2 separate regions of the Sus scrofa genome follow, and region 1 is linked to region 2. A link is a contact called in public HiChIP or PLAC-seq data. All regions are on one chromosome and are shown on one strand. Each heading gives the region's core, a stretch centred on a gene start, on an enhancer-like site or on the middle of the called end of the contact. The rest is flanking DNA. Distances are from core to core; before and after follow the strand shown.

Region 1 (2,867 bases), core at 321-2,820, 130 kb before region 2:
GGAAATTGCCTCAGACTCTGGGGAAAGCTGTGACTCCTCTATGCAGCTACAAAATCCTCAGAAGAGATAGAAGTCAATAGTTTTAAGTGACTGATTACATTTAAATGTGTGTGTGTGGGGGGGAGATCTTTTATCAGGAGGGGCAGAAATAAACATGTATTAAGTAGGCAGAAACAAAGGAGATGTTAAACCCTTAAAACTGTGATTTGTTCCGTTTTACAGAGAAATAAACTAAGGCTCAGAACAGCGAAATGATGTTCCTCAAATCAAGTGCAAGTACAGGAGCCTAGGTGTGGTTGGTCCAAGGCCCATATACATGACTTCAGGCTGCAAGCTCCTAGCTAGTCCCCGACTGCCTCTCATTTGCCTATGACTGATCCATATGGTTTCAGAATTTCCCCGTAATTAATGGTGAAATTACCAGGAATGTCTGCATAAACACAGAGACCATCCTGCCAGCCTGGTGTGTTCTGGTCTAAAATGTTATTATTCTGAAAAACATAGCTTCAGGAAAAGAAATAGTTTATAGGGAAAGTCTCCAAGAAATCTTGAAGCCATAAAGAAAGAGATTCACAGATGTCAGTAAAGGAAAATTGAAAACTTCTGGATAAGACACTATAAGCAAAGGTAGATGATGAGGATCCTATTACAAGAAAAACTTCAATATATACGACAAAGGACTGAGGTACAGAGCACACGAAGAACTCCTCTAAATCTGCAAAAGAAAGACAAAAAACCCTATAGGAAAATGAAGAGAGGATCTTAATAGGCCATTGACAGATGACAGACCGAGGATATAAAGAAAATGTTCATTCTTACTAGCAACAGGGCAGAGGCAAAGGAAAAGAACATAAGCAGTCATTTTCTGCCCAAGACTTTGGCAAAAATGTTAAGCGACTGACAATACGCAGTGTTGGCAAAGGCAGAGGGGCACCGTTGGCAGAAATACAAACTGGGCTGGCCTTTATGGAGGGCATTTTGGCCATAGCTAAGACAATTTCAAGCGCACGAATCCTCCCAGAAGAAATTTTATTTTTTTGTATCTCTCCAAGAGAACTCTTCACACATGTATGTAAAGAACCATACCCAGGATGATCCTGGCATTGCCATATGCAAAACTAGATACCAAACACAGTCTAAATGTCAATCAATAGGACATAGGTTAAGTAACTTTTTATAAATGCAGACTCTGGAATTACCACCCACAGGTAATAGACATAGGGCGGCTCTATATGCACTGACATCCTCCCGACAGCTAATAAGTGAAAAAAAACCTTGTGGAGCAATTTGCACACTATGATCCTAGACGCTCCCATACATATGTCTGTGAATGCATTAACAAGGTGAAGAAGACATACAAAACAGACAGTAACGATTCCCTCTGGGATCAGGAGAGGCTTGTGCCTTTTGCCTTTTACTCTGAATTTCTATGTCGTCTGCGTTTTTACAGTGTAAGTGTATTTCTACCATTGTTCACTATCTAAAGAGAAGCGAGTCAGCCAAAGAGACAGAGACACTTGCCTTGTGTTCGGGGTTACATCCTGTTCGCGCAGGATTGAGAAATACTCTGACCCAGGGCCGCGTCTCCCTCCTCTGCGGATGGGAAGAAAGCAGCTCATTTGGAAACTGCCCTCCCCTCTTCTCTCCCTCTCATTTCTGAAGGGGCTCGTCTACCTGAACACATGTGGGTTTACACACAGTCCTCACCAGCATGTGCTGACTCAGAATAACCACTGCCTAGGTTAGTTCACCACCTGAGAACTTTTGAATCACTGAACAAAGAGATTCTTGTCACCTTGGTAAAACTCATACACAATCAAACCCCAAAACAAACTCCAACAGCAATAACAAATTGTCGGGTCTCCTGAGCAGAAGACTTGATTTAAACCATGGGGTCCAATGGGCACAGATTGGACGTACAGCTCCAAAAATAATGGCTCTGCTAGCCTAAAACATATCAGATGTTCCTTTAGCCTTAGCTCGCCCAAGACATAAACTATGTGTTCAGGGGAAAGCAAAGTCAAATGACTCATGACAGAGTTTGTTTTTAGTATGAATTATTTTTTCTGGCTCCTTGCTTTTAAAGACGGATCCTTTTCAGATGGGTAGAAGCAAGGACTGCTGGGAGCTGGGCTCTTGAGCCTAGCCCATTCCCACCCCCCACTTCTGAAAGCTGGAAGCGGATGCCCTGAGAAGGAGAGTTTATTTCCCATATGATCACTCCCACGATGCACTGCTGCTGCTTTTTTTTTTTTCCTTTCGAAACAAGTCAGGCAATGGCAGCCTGAGTGAGGTGGGTGAAAAACACTAGATCTGGAGCCTGAGAGACCTGAGTTCTGATTCCACTGCTACCATTTGTGAACTGCTTGCCACAGGGAATGTCACATGACTTCTCTGGTCTCTGGGCTGCAGTCTGAGAAGAATTCTGAGAAGAGTAAGCACCACTTTAGATTGTGGTGGGGACTCAATGAGGTAACCCAAGCAAAGTGTGTGCCTCACAGGAGACACTCAGTAAACAGCAGGGACAGGACTCCTCAAGGCAGACAGGGTTCTGTATACCTCAGCATCCCTAATGCTCATCTGAGAACGAGGCAGCAGGTATTTGAGGAAGGCAGGCAGCAATGCACTTGGTACTTATGATATGCCCGACACTGTTCTAATCGCTTTATATGGATTATCTCATTTATCTTTACAAATAACACAGGAGGTTATTTACTATCCACACTGAGACACAGAGAGATTAAGAACCCTGACCAAGGCCACACAGGTGGTCAATCGAGGGCCTGAGAGCTGAATGCTTGCGGGATGGCTTTAGAGCAGGAGGCGGGGAGGGAAGACAGCAGACCAGAGGCTCCCTGCATGGACTC
Region 2 (2,700 bases), core at 114-2,613:
TTTTTTTTTTTTTTTTTTTTTTTGTCTTTTTGCCTTTTCTAGGGCCACTCCTGCGGCATATGGAGGTTCCCAGGCTAGGGGTCCAATCAGAGCTGCAGCCGCCGGCCTACGCCAGAGCCACAGCCACAGCAACTCGGGATCCGAGCCGCGTCTGCAAACTACACCACAGCTCACGGCAACGCCGGATCCTTAACCCACTGAGCAAGGCCAGGGATGGAACCTGCAACCTCATGGTTCCTAGTCAGATTCGTTAACCACTGCGCCACGATGGGAACTCCAAGAAGTTTAAGAATTTCGGATGTGAACACAGGTCTGACTTCAAAACCCATGTCTTTTCCACCACTGTAACATCTTCCTTACCTCAAGACGGTGATGGGAGTTCCCATCATGACCCAGTGGTTAACGAATCCGACTAAGAACCATGAGGTTGTGGGTTCCATCCCTGGCCTTGCTCAGTGGGTTAAAGATCCGGCGTTGCCGTGAGCTGTGGTGTAGGTTGCAGACGCGGCTTGGATCCCGCGTTGCTGTGGCTCTGGCGTAGGCCGGCAGCTGCAGCTCTAACTGCACCCCTAGCCTGGGAACCTCCATATGCTGCAGGAGTGACCCTAGAAAAGGTAAAAAGACAAAAAAGACAAAAAAAAAAAAAAAAAAAACAAAAAACATGGTGATGATCATCTGTATCCTATTTATTAGTTTCCAACACAATGGTAGCAATCAAATATGGTAATGGTATCAACCCAGTAAGCACAGAGTACTTATTAAGTGTCCACCAACGTTTCACCACTGTGCACTTGGACACAAAGGTCGGCAGACGGGGTATATGACAGGTGACTCTCAATGGCAAATGCTTTATGAATATATGTGGATTAAGATTACTTTGTAGAGGAAGATGGGGGTTTCAGATATCACTGCAGGGAAAACCAGGGAGACCAATTAATGCTTTCAAGTCCAAATTGCACCTGTGTCCCAAATTATTCACCAGCACAAATAAAAGCTGCTTGCTCCAAGCCCTGATCAGAACAAACATTTGATCCTGCTATATAGCACAGGGAACTATATCTAGTCATTTGTGATGGAACATGATCGAGGATAATGTGAGAAAAAGAATGTATTTATGTAGGTGTGGCTGGGTCACTTTGTTGTACAGCAGAAATTGACAGAACATTGTAAATCAACTATAATAGAAAAAATAAAAAAATCTTAAAAAAAAGAACAAACATTTGAAAATGCTTTTACCCAAGTGGCATCATTTTTCATCTGTGCCTGAGCTCAAAAAGGGCTGGGCAGAGAGCTGGATTAAACATTGCAATTCAGCTCGGCACTGTGGGTTCAAAAGTAAACTCTGACTTCCTATTTACACTGAAAGTCTTAGGCCTCTGTGGTTTCCTGTTGCATCCTGCTGTGTCTGTGCTTTGGTTTCTGAGTCTGTCTGCACAAAGCTGCAAATAGGGTCCCTCAACTGTTTCACTCTGTCCTGCTTTTCACAAGAAGATAAGAATCCTACAATCCCTAACTGTTGGCACATTCTACAAGGTACTCTCTCCAAGTCCTGACTTTTCAATCTAGACCTAAGCTACCAAGAGAGGCTTCCTTTGAATGGATGGAGACTCAAGAAATCTCCAAGTGTGACACAAACCACAGGAACTGACAGACCGTCCACATGAATTTACCACATTCTACACAACTTTTACATTCATTTCTTTCACTCTTCCGTTCATCTAGTGTAAATTTAGAGTAACTTCTATGTACAAGGTACTCTGATAGGCACTTGAAAACAATGGTGGAGAGATATAATTTCGACTCCAAAGGAGCTTAAAGCCATAGTCCCTGATGAGAATCAGTTGGGCATCTACTGATATGACAGATTTGCGTATACTCCTCCCAGCAAGATTCACGCCCCATGACAGCAGCACTTGAAGAACTGCATTTTGAAGGAGATCTCCAGGAACATTTTAAGGACATTGAGAATGGGGTGGCTGGCAGCTTCATGAAGAATTTACAATCATAGTGGGGACTAGTGACCCAGAGTCAGGAGCCCCTCCTGTGATGAACCAGACTTTTCCCAACTGCAGGATCCTTCAATTTGAGTCAACGGAGAGGAACTAACTAAGCAGCAAAAATGGCTTGGGGTTTGCTCACATATGTATTGAGTCTTGGCCCTAACCCTTGGTAGCTGCAGGACTTTGGACAAATCACTCAGTTTCTTTGAGCCTTATTTGAAAAAGGAAAACAACACCTGCTCTGTCTTAGCTATTCTGAGTATCATAGCCACAAGGCATTTTTACAAACTCTAAAGCACTAAGAAAGAGTTAGTCATTTTAGGACCACAAAAACTTTAACAAACAAGAAAATTAAGCCAATGCATAAGGTTTCCTTTAAACAGTTAAAACTAGCCTATCTCTTTTCAAATTTTTTACTGAAGTATAGTTGATTTACAATGCTGTGTTAGTTTCAGGTGCAGAGTAAAGTGATTCAGTTTTACATACATATATATCTAGTCTTTTTCAGATTCTTTTCTCTTATGGGTTACTACAAAATACTGGGTAGAGTTCCCTGTGCTATACAATAGGTCCTTGGTTATCTATTTTATGAATGTATAAATTAATCCTAAACTCCTAATTTATTCTAACCCCACCCCTTACCCCTTTGGTAACAAGTTTGTTTTCTCTATTTGTGGGTCTATTTCTGTTTTGTAATAAT

The links. HiChIP or PLAC-seq counts read pairs in DNA pulled down with a chosen protein or histone mark.
Region 1: a contact with region 2 is called in an H3K27ac HiChIP or PLAC-seq map of alveolar macrophages. The contact joins two enhancer-like sites. A contact is called at or near these places in 3 of 47 Hi-C or Micro-C datasets (alveolar macrophages, embryonic fibroblasts and fibroblasts) and 1 of 2 datasets of contacts at active chromatin or transcription factors (alveolar macrophages).

The regions. Positions count from the first base shown.
Region 1 is chr6:152,815,496-152,818,362 of Sscrofa11.1, forward strand. All of the region lies in intron 14 of FGGY (FGGY carbohydrate kinase domain-containing protein), which reads right to left. Among named protein-coding and RNA genes, the nearest start is that of HOOK1, 110 kb to the left of the region's middle. Within about 2 kb of position 1,571, at least 19 of the 83 cell types and tissues checked have an H3K27ac peak or open chromatin away from gene starts, as enhancers often do. A contact at or near this core is called in alveolar macrophages, where this site is marked.
Region 2 is chr6:152,942,573-152,945,272 of Sscrofa11.1, forward strand. The region is part of intron 8 of FGGY (FGGY carbohydrate kinase domain-containing protein); the gene reads right to left. Among named protein-coding and RNA genes, the nearest start is that of HOOK1, 230 kb to the left of the region's middle. Within about 2 kb of position 1,364, at least 13 of the 83 cell types and tissues checked have an H3K27ac peak or open chromatin away from gene starts, as enhancers often do. A contact at or near this core is called in alveolar macrophages, where this site is marked.